Linked DNA regions of Zea mays: region 1 is linked to region 2. A link is a contact called in public Hi-C data. All regions are on one chromosome and are shown on one strand. Each heading gives the region's core, a stretch centred on a gene start, on an enhancer-like site or on the middle of the called end of the contact. The rest is flanking DNA. Distances are from core to core; before and after follow the strand shown. Region 1 holds the start of LOC100281996 (60S ribosomal protein L29-like). Region 2 holds the start of LOC103637104 (lysophospholipid acyltransferase LPEAT1).

The links. A called contact is a pair of places that touch in the nucleus more often than the background predicts.
Region 1: a contact with region 2 is called in a Hi-C map of leaf, with 6 times the contacts expected there. The contact joins the promoter of LOC100281996 here to the promoter of LOC103637104 in region 2. A contact is called at or near these places in 2 of 25 Hi-C or Micro-C datasets (bundle sheath and leaf).

What each region holds. Positions count from the first base shown.
Region 1 is chr8:96,065,633-96,072,063 of Zm-B73-REFERENCE-NAM-5.0, reverse strand. LOC100281996 (60S ribosomal protein L29-like) reads right to left here and starts at 2,671. Exons shown (of 3, transcript NM_001154911.2): 1 at 2,615-2,671; 2 at 2,386-2,519; 3 at 1,199-1,498. The coding sequence starts at 2,487. The coding sequence ends at 1,418.
Region 2 is chr8:95,692,462-95,699,451 of Zm-B73-REFERENCE-NAM-5.0, reverse strand. LOC103637104 (lysophospholipid acyltransferase LPEAT1) reads left to right here and starts at 1,695. Exons shown (of 9, transcript NM_001411375.1): 1 at 1,695-2,355; 2 at 2,912-3,031; 3 at 3,148-3,185; 4 at 3,359-3,423; 5 at 4,141-4,209; 6 at 4,588-4,721. The coding sequence starts at 1,840.

The DNA.
Region 1 (6,431 bases), core at 1,422-3,921, 370 kb before region 2:
AGTATGAATAAGCTGCTGGAGATAGTCTTAAAATGACAACGATGCACCATCAGCATCGCTACCGCATAAACACGCTTCTCCTGCTTGATCATAACTGGAACTAGAAACAGAGGTTGTTGTTCACAAAACCCATGATACCGACACACTGAGCTGAGCACATATCCATGTCACGTTGTTAATTGGCCGACGTTGTTGACCAAACATTCAACATGTTCGCTTAGATTTAATCTGTATCGACTTCTGCAGTGTTTTATCTTTATGGATTGTAGTTGCAGGAGTTCAAACAACTAGCTTTAATCTAAAGCGAACTAAGGAAACCAGTGTAGCCAATGTTGGAGAGGCAAACGGAAAACTTTGTGAATAGAAGGAAACCTGAATAGATCCATTTGAATTCCGAGGTTTCACCCTAGCTATACATGCTCGTCTATGGAAAAAAATTGAGTTTCAAAGAAGATTGGTTATGCATAACAAACCTGAAAAGGAAAAAAGCTGCAACAGGGTCGTGAGTCGTGACGTCACCTTCAGATTGTGAAATTGAGCAGAACAGTCAGGCACGGCTGGCCTCTTATCGCTGGGCTTATTTACTGTGTTTTTAAATATGACTGCTAAGATCAAGATTTTGTGATGCAAAACAGAGCAGGCAGTCGATGTGGCTTTGCCATTTGATAGTATACCTTTCAGGCTATTTGGATCCATTTATTTCAAAGAAATTAAAATTTACTTAACAAAGTAACATATTTGACTTGAAATTTGACATTCCACCACTTTTCAAAATTCAGAAATAAGTATAATTTAAAATCATAGGTGAAAGATGAAAAATAATTTTATGTATTAGTAGAATATATTTCTACTCTGCAATTTATAGGACACTCATCGACTTTAGTAAAAATGTAGCACATAAATATTTCAAACATCTTTTTAATAATAATATACAGTTATATTTTGCCTAAAACCATATTAACTTAATTGATAGATGACTAAATTAATATTATTAGAATGGAATTCAATTCAAGCATCCAAACGGGGCATCAGAGATGAAGCTCATGAGACAATTGCGAAAGCAAAGCATGTTCACTCGCATCACAGGTTAGCACTGGGAGGCTGTGTCACCAAAGCCACAAACTACCGACATGAAGAGGCAAGAAATTGACAGTGTAAGGCAAGAAATCAACAGGTAAATTGGAGATAACAGCACAGGTCACAGAGAACCGAAAATGATACATTAAGTGCCCGATTCTCAAGGACACAACTGATGATTTTAGTTAAATAAACTCCAGATAGGCAACAAGACAAAAAAACAACACTTCAGTACCAATTGATGAATCTCTTTTAATCATACAGATGTGAAAATTAAGTTCACAACTAAGACCCTAACGATACAAGAGATGCATTTGTCGCCACAAACTCAGGCATCATCTCACTCCTCTGACTCAGCCTCACAACTCTTCTTATTGCCCTTCCTTGAGTACCTCAAGTTCCTCAGAAACTTGGGGTCCATCTAAAAGCACACAAAAGAGATCATTAATAGATCATAAAACCCAGTCCAAAACGGCATATTAAGCAAACAGACACAGCAAACAGGAAATAAAAATGAAATTTCAGCAGAGTACAATATTTATGTCAAAAAAATGCAAGTAAAAATAGTCAATATTAAACTACCTAAACCTTCCTCAGAAAACAATTATAATGTTTCAGCAGATAAAGAATAAGTAAAAAATTATTAAAAAAACACACAATTGAAATCAGAAGATGAAACACCAATAATACTAGAGATCATCATACATACTAATTTGTTGTGCAAACAATTTTTTTGGTCAAACAAAGTACATAGCCTGAGATTTAAAGTGTCAATAGCACTCATTCTGTAGGCAAACATCAGTTGTAGCATAAGAATTCAGTCAAATATCAACTAAAATAGCTAAGTAGCTGGCAAAACTTCGATGATACCAGAAGGTATGCAACAAGATTAATATATAAAGACATTCATGTCATGGTAATATTTTAAAAATAAGACGCCAATACAATAAAATACTCACATCCAAAAATATTAGTCGTTTTAGCTCTTGATTTTTATGTCTATGCTTAAATGGATGATAATGAATCTTAGACACATAAAACAAATACATTTGCAGCATATTTCGTCAAAAATAACACGGCAGTCAGCAAGGCAATTTCGAAGGAACAACAGAAAACTAGTATAAATAGGAGCATCTAGTAATGATAGCATCAAGGCATGCTACAAACAAAACTACTGCATTTGCACTCGGGCACAGGCCACAGGCCACATAATAAATATGATCATGTTTCAGCGAAAGGGTAGCTTTCGAATTCAAATCTACTAGCATGTTGAGAGGCGAACAACTGCAATGAAAGGGAAGCACGTACCCCCTTGGTGGAGGTCTGGCGGTGGCGCTTGGGCTTCTTGATGCCGTTCTTGTGCGCCTTGAACGACTGGTTATGCGCCGTGTGGTTCTTAGACTTGGCCATTCCGAACCCCTCTTGCTCCTGCTCCTAATCACCTGTGGTTCCACCATCGGTTCCAAAAAAAAAATCGAGCGATGAACGATCGCGTCAGGAAGAAGACGAGGGACAGATGTTCTCTCTTGTTTCTTACCGGCGTCGGGGGCGCGGAGCAGCTCCGCGGCGGCGTTAAGTGAGCTAGGGTTTCGGGAGAGACGAATCTTCGAGGTTGGGTTTATATAGACGAGGGGGCATTCTCTCAAACCCATTTTTGTACGAGGCGCGGATTCAACCCAGCAGAGGCCCGTTAAGGCTTTGTTCGTTTTGTGCCAATCCATATGAATTGAAAGGGATTAAATCTCCTACAAGTCAAAATCCTCTTCAATCTCTTTCAATCTCCCTCAATTCCTATAGTTTTAGGATCAAACGAACATGGCCTAAGAGATTTTGTTTTACTCTCAATTCATATGAATTAGTTGTGATTAAGTGGGTTTAAATTTCAAACAATTTACAATATTTCATAATTTTTTTAATCTCATCCAATCTGCATAAAATATAAATAACCGAACAAGACCTAAAACTGAGGTTCTGAGTTAAAATTCTATGAAAATCTAACGTTATTTTGACTATCAGTCCTCATGCAAGACTCAAGTGGGTTGTAAATCTTCCACCACCTTAGAGCAACTTTAATAGACTAGCATTTTATAAAGATAAATATGGCTACTATTAAAAGAAAAACATCTCTCACAAACTATGTAATTGCTTTTCAAATTTAGTACCTCTTCATTTATCCATCTTCGCTCTCTATTTTTAGATAGCATGTTTCATTCACCATTCAGTCAGTTGGTTTACAGAGTCTGTTTTATTAGTCTACTATTTTTGTGAAATCTATTTTAGAGAGTAGCTAAATCGGTACATTTAGCTAATCTTTTCGAGTTGCTCTTATATTAGAATTTTACTCTATATTTAAAGAAAATTCTCTATTATTATATATATAGTTTACATATTATAAGTCTTAGGCTTCCAATAACTAGATGAAGTCCTGGCCCCCGGTGCCATCCGGTTCAGCCGAACCAGATTCGGGTGGCTATAAAAACACCCACAGGTCGCTGGAATTAGGTTTTAGCGACGGTGGTGGTTCTCTCGGGCGTGCGAGTGGCGGCGATCCCGGGGGCCGGCGGTGGCACTCCCCCAGGATCACGCGACGGCGGCGCTCCCGAGGCGGGCGGGCAAGCGGCGGCGCTCTCGAGGCGGCCGGGCAAGCGGCGGCGCACCCCAGTGCGGGTGGCGACGGTGGTTGCGCGAGACGTGGTAGGCTTCGGCAGCGGCGGTGGTGGCCATGGGACACGCGGGTCGCTCCGGCGGTCGTGCGAGGCGCGGTCGTCTCCAGCGATGGCGACAACGCGAGGCGTGGGTGGCTCTAGCATCCTTCAATGACCAACTCCTCCGATTTGGTGGCTTCGGTGGCGTCCTTTGATCTAGCGGCCTCAGGATCGTCCTCTAGCGACGAACTATCTGATCCATGTTTATGCCAACAATGATTATGTTTTTATGCCTGCTATTTACACTATTTATGTATTCAAGTGATGATTTTTTACGACGATGAATACGATTTCTACGTCTGCCATAAAATTATCCCAAATTCCCGCAGGGGCTGTTAGTTGAATCGATATTATGTTTTTTATCAATTATGCTACACGGTGTATATATTTATGCGACTTTGTATAAGAATTTATGCGCGTGATCATGTCATCATATTTTTTGCATGCGTGAAGTGCAAACGAAAATATCATCAAAAATTTACGCGCATGCACTGAAAACTCCCAAGGTCTGCCATAATTTTTGGATCTGCATAAAAATAAAAATTGCATGCATTCGACACCCTTTTTGGATGTATCACAAAAAATAGGATCCTGAATACAACACATTAGAGTTATCAACCTCTCTCACATGGATCGGTATTTATGGACATAACTGAGGGGTTTTACGCTCAAAACTTAAGGTTTTTACGCTCGAATCTAGAGATGTGTATACCAGTGTACCACGTGCAGCGTTCCGTATTTCATAAATATCAAGACCGTGTAACATAATTAGTATCAATATATATCATAAACTGGTTGTAACGAGCCTAACTGCATGGCTGTTAGAGTGGTCCTATATTTATGTAAGAAAATGCAGCATTTAAAATAAGATTTTATTGTTTCCATGCATACCAATCAATTTCCTTTCATCGCACATTCCTGTCATCCTAAATTTACGCACATGTAGTAGGAAAAAGATTTTTACGTAGTGTACCGAATTGCATAAATATCTACATCATATAACATAATTAATATCAGCAAATATAATAAACTGGTTCTAACGATCCTAGTTGCATGACTGTTGGAGTGATCCTATATTCATGAAGTCATCTAATTTTTGCATGCATGCAATGGAAATGAAAATGTGATCCAAAATTTACGTACATGCAATAAAACTCCTACGATCTGCCATAATTATCGGATCTACAATAAAAATAGGATCTGCATGCACGCACTGCGCATGTGCACGTGGTCGAGTGGTTGGACAGGGTTTTTACGCTATCTCTGTGAACTATTTACGCTATTTTTGTGGACTATTTACGCTATTTGCGCATAAAAAATAGAACCACAATTTATGCCTTGTGTCCCACGTGGGAGGTTGGTTGTTAGACCGAGAGTTTGACTGACACATGTGGGAGAGGTTGACCTGGTGCATGGGCACTGGGCAGGGGGCACACCTGACGACCTGGCGTGGGTGTGTAGGGACGCGCACTGGTGCGATCCAGCCAGATAGGGGTGGTCGGCCTGGGCTTCCTCTAACATTTGGAAGCTCAGTGCTTCCAATATACCCTCCATATTTGGAAGCTCAGGGCTCAACTCTTCATGGCACAGGTCTACAAACTGGATGGACTTCCCTTGGCAATTGTTTCCGACAGAGACCCCATCTTCACGAGACAGTTTTGGTAGCACCTTTTCAAACTGTCTAGCACGGTTCGTCGTACCATCCTCAAACTAACGAACAAACCAAACGGTGTTAATCAATGTCTCGAGTCATTCCTCCGGTGCTTTATCAGTGCATGTCCAAAGAAGCGAAAAGATTGGTTGGCCGCGGCTGAATACTAGTATAATACACGTTTTCACTCCTCCCTTGGTCGATCACCCTTCGAGGTTCTATACGGCCGCCAGCCCAGATGTCTTGGCTTGTCTGTTAATGACATAGTGACTGCTAGTCTACCTTCCTAGCTGGCTTCGGGAGCGCTCAGTAATGCAAGAATTGGTTCATGAGGCATGAGCACCTACTTTGTGCGCAAAGCCGTATGAAACGCCAAGCAGACAAAAACAACCGCTCGGAACACAGCTTTGCAGTAAATGATTGTGTTTACCTCAAGCTGCAGCCCTATGTCCAAGCTTCTGTCATGCCCCATGCACATCATAAGCTCAACTTCAAATCCTTTGGACCCTATCAAATCCTTGCCGCGCACATACATGAATATTGTCAATTATGGTGCGAGGTAAATCAGCTTCGCTTAATGCACAATACCTCCGACCTTATCAAGTGGAAGTTTACTATGAGTGGCCAGTACACAACTCAGTCAGCCTACCAAGCGCAATTTTATGACTCCACATGCAGGAATTTTAATAGTATAATTTGGAGAGCTTGGGCGCCACCAAAGTGCAAATTCTTCAGTTGGCTTGCTGTTCAAAATAGAGTTTGGACAGCAGACAGGTTGGCAAGAAGGGGATGGCCTCATAATCCGCGCTGTGTCCTATGCGCCTCATGCCCAGAATCTGGACTACATCTGTTTGCTGAATGTTGCTTCACCAGACATATTTGGGCTGATTTGAGTATTTGGGCTGCAATTACGGAGATCCACCATTCTTCTTGGCAACCTGTAGATTCGGTGCATCAATGGTGGTCGAATCTTGCAACATCCGCAGTGAGAAGCGTGA
Region 2 (6,990 bases), core at 446-2,945:
TTCACCCTCTCTCGTGGACTCGTTTATATTTCTAACGCTAACCCGACTTGTAGTTGTGCTTAAGTTTATAAATTTCAGATTCGCCCTATTCACCCCCCTCTAGGCGACTTTCAACAGCCAATCTTCAACGTCCATGGGATCAGCGGAATGGGCAAAGACTGGGGGATGGCTCCTCATGAATTCTGCTCGCTTGTCTCTAGGCACTTGAGGCATCTGGAATTGTTTTCGGACCTTCGACATAAGGCCTCCTAATTTCTTCTATTTTGCGATCTAAGATTGTTATGAAGAAACAATCTCATTTCGCAAGGGACTACTGTTGGGAGCCTATCGTGCCGAAGGTCCCCATTTAACCTCCATGTCGGTGCAAGTAATTGTGTTTCAGGTGCTTTTCTATTGATGGACAAAGGTGACCTTCGGCCGAAGGAACATGTGAAGAAGCTTCGCATATACGTTCAAGTAGCGAAGGTGCGAACCGAAGCTGATACCTTCAGGAAAGGAGAAAGGTTTTGAATGTCTCACATCCGGTTTTAGAAGGTAAACCAAACGCGAACCATGTACATGCTAGGATCAGAAATTCATGTACACGACGATTACATAATTGGTCATTATCACACAATACTGAAATATTAGCAAAAATAAATATTACTTTATTACATCATGATGTCCAAAGCATCCACATAGTCATTAACTTAACACATAAATCAAAGTGTTGAACGAAATGTAGTAAGATAAGGCCTTCACAGGCAGCCGACTAGAGGTTTGCCACTAGCAAAGGAGCTCTCATATAACAAAGCCCAAGACCTACGTAGTGGAGAAAGGAGAAAATACAATATTACCCTGATATCATTTGTAAACAATGAGTGTAAAGCCTTAAGGGGCATGATTGTAATCTTGTACAAAGACAATTCATCTTCCCTATAAATAGGTGACTCGTACCCTGCATAAGTTACATTTTTAAGGGCCATAACTTCGTGCTACTTAGCCTTCGAAGAACCTTCATGCCATCCTGTATCTAGCAGCCGAAGGTATGCTTGTAAACTTCTTTATCAGAAGAGATGAAATAAAATTTTAAGGCATAGGAGATGAGTTTTATATAAAGTTCTACATTGTCTCTTTCGTGTTATTTCATTATGCTTCTCTCTAAAAACTTTCATCCTTCGTTCTAACACTCCGAAGAAGTGTTATATCAAAGGACGAAGGTCTTTGTATTTAACTTGTGTTGCCTTGGTTTTTGATACCTTACGAGAAATTGAAATAAAATACTAACAATTTTCTACTCATAATCTTCCTCCTCCCTTGGACAGATTAAAGGAATGAAGGCTCCTTATCATTGATTATGTTGTCCTGTTTTAGCGTCCCTTTAAGAATCAGAACAAGTGATCAATATTAGAGCCCACCTCTAGTGAATCCACAACAACGAGCACATCTTCATCATGTCTTCGAAGAAGTCAGCATCGAGGTGAGTGTTTTGCTTTTTCTAACTTAGTTCATGTCACATCAAATATTTGAATATCAATTATAAATATTAAATATAGATGTAATTATATTTAATAAATTCGTCTCGTCTTTTAGTCTTTAATTACTTTTTAAATTAAACTTTGATGTTGCTGTTGACGATGTAATTTTAAAATATCTTCTACTTAATCACCACCACCATGTTACTAACTTCCCAGCCGTCCGATCAAAATTCAGCGGTTCATCCTCCTTCTCCCCGCCACCGTCTCCTCGTCGTCTCCTCGTCGCACAAGTCATCACCGACCGTATCCGCATCTCGTCGTCCTCACCATGCCGATCCGGCGTCAGCGCTAGGGTTAGGGTCTCCTCTGCGCCTTTATCGCCATGGCTCCTAACGAAGCCGCTAGCATCACCACCCCGTCCGAGCCGGAGAGCGTGGGCGGCAGTGAGATGAGCAGCGAAGACATGGCCGCCGCCAGTCCGCTCCTCTCGTCGTCCTCCCCCTCCCCTTCCCCCTCCGCAGCCCCGGTGCTGGAGAGCATAGAGGAACTGGACCGGAAGTACGCACCGTACGCGCGGCGGGACGCGTACGGACCGATGGGGCTCGGCCCCGTGAGCGCAGCGGAGGCTGCGCGGCTGGCGTTTGCCGCGGTCGTGCTGGTCCCGCTCCGTGTCGTGGCAGGTGTTCTCGTACTCGTGGTCTACTACCTCGTGTGCCGCGTGTGCACGCTGCGGGTGGAGGAGGACCGGGAGGGCGGCGAAGGGGATGGGTACGCGCGGTTGGACGGGTGGAGGCGGGCGGGGGCTGTGCGGTGCGGCCGCGCACTCGCTCGCGCCATGTTGTTTGTCTTCGGGTTCTATTGGATCCGAGAGTACGACAGCCGCCTTCCCAATGCTGAGGTAGTGACGATGTAGTTCTAGTTCTTTATGCAAGCTTCGGATTGCTTTATTTTCTGCTTGCCTTCTTTGCTCTTGATTTCGTGAGCAAGGGAAGAACTGAATAGTGTAATATTTAACAGTATTTGATACAATATATAGGATAGCTATTAGCCTTGATGTTTGATTGCGGGCAGCATGTTTTTTTTCCTGTGTGGATCAGATAGTGGACCTGTAGCATATGGATTGATTAAATTTATGGTAACTATGTGCACTCTGTCATTGTGCATCGGTGCATCTATTAGTTTGTGTGGAAGAGCTGCATCTATTTGTTTGCAGCTAAAATGTTTGCAGACATCAGAATTTGATGATAATGTGATAATTCTGGTGGTGGTTGTGTAGCATGGTCACCATTTGTAACAGAATATAGTATCAATGTAGTTTTAGCCTTTACTGACTGACTACAGGTGAATCCTACTTGGGGGGGGGGGGGGGGTTGAACGATGAGTGGAATGAATATTATATATGGCTGATTTGTGTCTATGTCATCTCCAGCTATCGTAATTCATTAATATTTCAGGATGGCCATGTGGACCAGTCTAAAGAAATCGAAAGGCCTGGGGCAATTGTGTCTAATCATGTATCTTATGTGGATATTCTTTATCACATGTCAGCCTCTTTTCCTAGTTTTGTTGCTAAGGTACTGTAATGTTTTTTGTGATAATGTAATTATGTTTATTTGATTTCTCAAAACTTTACCATTAAGATATATTGATTTTGACATGCCTCTTTTGCATATCTCTATCCTTCTTGAAGAGATCAGTGGCTAGATTGCCTCTAGTTGGTCTCATAAGGTACTAGCATTCTCTACTGTCTTTGGAGTTATATTTTCACTAAGTTTTGTACCAGAAATTATAACATGATCTTGTGGTAGATAGTTTAACTGGACGAATGTTTACTTGTATTTACTTCATATAAGAATATAAGATAAATTGGAAAAAATGACATGTGTTCTATTTTTATGCAGCAAATGTCTTGGATGCATTTTTGTTCAGCGGGAGTCGAAAACACCAGATTTCAAAGGTGTTTCAGGTGATTTCAATAGGCCTAAACCAACATGGTTTGTCTTTTTTCGTGACATTTGAGGATAAAATCTTATTTTCTAATTGCCAAAACTTGAGTATGTTTGGAAAAATAACGTACTACTGACTACCAAATTTTGGTCAGGAAATTCTGCACTGAACCTTCTGCTAGTTGATTAAAGTCTACTGTTAAATTCCATCCATGATCCTGAAATTATAGTGTCTATTTGATGTAGAATCTCATCACAAACTATTTAATTTGTTTATTCTGATAGAATATTCGCCAAATAGATTACCCTATTTTGATGGGATAATACCATCCTTTGCACATGGAAGTTTGGTAGGTAGGTTTAGGAGGGATTTACTTTCATAGCCAACTAAAAATCTAAGAAGATTTAGTAAAATGATGAAAGTTCAAGTACTATAAGAATGGACAAAAAAGATTTAAATTTGAAAAATCACGAAAGATCTAATGGGGTTTAACTAGATTTAAGAATTTTGAGAATTAAATGGCATTGCTAGCTTGTTCAATACAACTATACAAGTATTAGGCTTAGCACATAGCACATTCTTTATACAGACATTGTTTGGGAACTTTGATGCACTACTACTAGAGACGTGTTTGCATCTTTTGTTATATATCTGGCGTGGTATTGTATGGTAAGGAATACAAAACACATCATTCCATTTTGCTTTTTAGGCTTATGATATTCTATACTGCACACAGGTGCTGTATCTGAAAGAATCCATCGTGCTCATCAACAGAAAAATGCACCAATGATGCTACTCTTCCCTGGTAAGCTCATATTAACTTCATATCTGATCATATATGATTTTCTATACTTCTATAATAGTTTATAATAACATATTAAAATATATGGTCTCTTGGAAAAAAATCACATAACAAGATTTGGAGTATCTTAAAATAAGTCTATAAACATACTCTAGTAAATGAGTATGTGCACATACACAATGTGGTTTATTGAAGATGGAGTAACTACTCCCATGAGTATCACATATAACTTTACATTAAATTGTGGGTACGTCATCGCATTATCATCTTTTCTTGTCAATCCGTTGTTGGGTTAGTCATCTAGTCTTGATAGCAAGATCAAACAGTTGCTTATGTACATTATTAATGATTTGCTAATAATTTTACAATTTACTATTGCAGAGGGCACAACTACAAATGGGGATTATCTCCTTCCATTCAAAACAGGTGCTTTTCTTGCAAAGGCACCAGTTCAACCAGTCATTTTGAGATATCCTTACAAAAGATTTAATGCAGCATGGGATTCCATGTCAGGGGTGAGTATCACTGACAAGTTGTCATGAAATTAGCATTTAAAGGCCAATAATAACTAGATAGGTACATTAACAATGTTATGAAGTGCACTATATTTATTGAGGGCACTAGACCCGAATATATACCACCGATACATGATAGAGACCATGTACAACAAGGACTGTACATATGATACCAAATACGACAAGAACACATACATAGGCATCTAACACCCTCTCAAACTCAAGGTGGATTAAACAATTGAGTTTGGAGAGATAAAACCTATGTTGAGATCTGGTCCACGCTTTCGTGAAATCAACCAATTGAAGCTCTAAAGGCCAACATTTTCAAGACGGACGACTTGTCGTTCTGGCTGACCGACTTGGGCGATTAATCGTGATAGGGCTTCTACAAGCTGTAGTTCACGTTCGATGGCTTCAAGGATCCCCTAAACCAGCTCAACCGTTGTGAGAAGTTATTTTAGGGCCAATATAATCTAGTGTCAGATCGAATTTGGCTTGCCTCATACCATCTCGTCGCTGCTGCCCAAATATTATGTCCTAGAGTAGGATGGAGGCATGCCGACCTAGGATCGTTTCAAGGACCTTTGTCATCTATGCTTCAGCCTGGCCATCTGTGTCAATCTACCTGCGGAGTTTGCTTGACTTCCGTTCCTCTCCATAGTCTAGTCCATAGAGCGTTTCAACGTGCTCCTATGCCATGCATGCAACCTGATACAAGAACAAAAGACCGAGCTGTTCGTGGGCAATGGTGATTGCGTCCCCTGCAAGGTGGATGCAGTATGCGTTGCCATGAACATCCGCTGCAAGGTCGTGCGATTCCTAGTGTTTGATGTCCTCGTCATGATGCTCATACACCCGTGTGAGGTGCGTAGATGACATGAGGCGCATAACCGTCTGAAAATCGTGTGGCTCCTAGAGTTCAATGTCGATGCGGATGTGCTTGATCTTTCGCGTCCCCTGCAAGGTGGCTCCTAGAATTTGGTCGCCTAGCTCGTCCATGTCATCTCCGCATGACTTCACCACTATGATAGTGACAAGGTGGATGCTGTCACCACCTAGCTGGTGCTTTGCTCAACCTGAGGCCTTCACAGGTTCCTAGGCCTCGCCGCTACTGTAGGAAGTTCTTCGCAACTTCGGCACCATTGCAGCACCCATGATGTGCCTCTTGTGCAATGATACATTCACTTAGACCGACGAAGTTGCCATAGCATTCTGGGTGCTGGAACGTTCCATGACATAACTGATTCTCTAGATGACCTTCTATGACAAGCTCTTTGTCATCGACACGACGCCTCAGGTGTTGGGTTCGGCGTGGTACTGCACCAAGATGTCAGGCTGATTGCCTTCTTTAACAAGCCATTTGCTGCCTGCCACCTCAAATTGGCGGCCTACAAACGTGAGTTGATTGTTCATGTGTAGGTCGTCCGCCACTAGTGGTCATACCTTTGGGACTGTCGCTTCCTCGGTTGCACCAATCACTACCACCTCAAGTTCCTGTTGGACCAGTGTGTGTCGATAGTGTTGTAGAATCAATGGATTAGCAAGTTATTTAGCTTTCACTTCACGGTGGAATACCCCTTCCCCTCACATCGATACCACCGAGTTGCACGGGAACATCGTTCAACCTCCTTGACGAGATTCGCGCGATGATGACCATGGACGAAACACAACTTTCTCTAGTAACTCTAGGACGACAAGCTTTGGGAGCCCTAGCGCGAGTCCGAGGCCTCCAGCACTGCTCGTGCATCTTCGCCCAGGCATAATAGGACCTGTGCCATCAAGTGCTCTCCCTGGCCCATGCAACGGACCATGAGGGCATCTTGAAGACCTTACAACGGCTACGAGGCAATCTCTTCATCCCCGGTGATCGCATCCTAGTACGCGAATTTGTGTTTGTGTACAACATGCCAACGCAACAAGGCGGAGACTCCACAACTGGTTGTCCTCCTGCAGCCCCTCGACATGTTGTCACATGTGTGGGACGACATTTCACTGGACTTTATCAAGGCCTTGCCAAAGGTCTACGAGAAGTTCGTCATCCTCACTATCGTCGTCGACCGCTTCTCTAAGGCTATCTCTAGTAGCTCTCTTATCCCACCTCCTATCTCACCTCATATTTCAAACTTCACTATGTAAACAATGCTCTCTACAGTGCAAAAAATGTTTTGCCCAGCCATATGCACGATTTGCTGGACACAACCTAAGTACGCACACTTCATGGTCCTCGGCCACCCTTACTCCGCCACATCTGTTGCCCATGCCTTTTTTG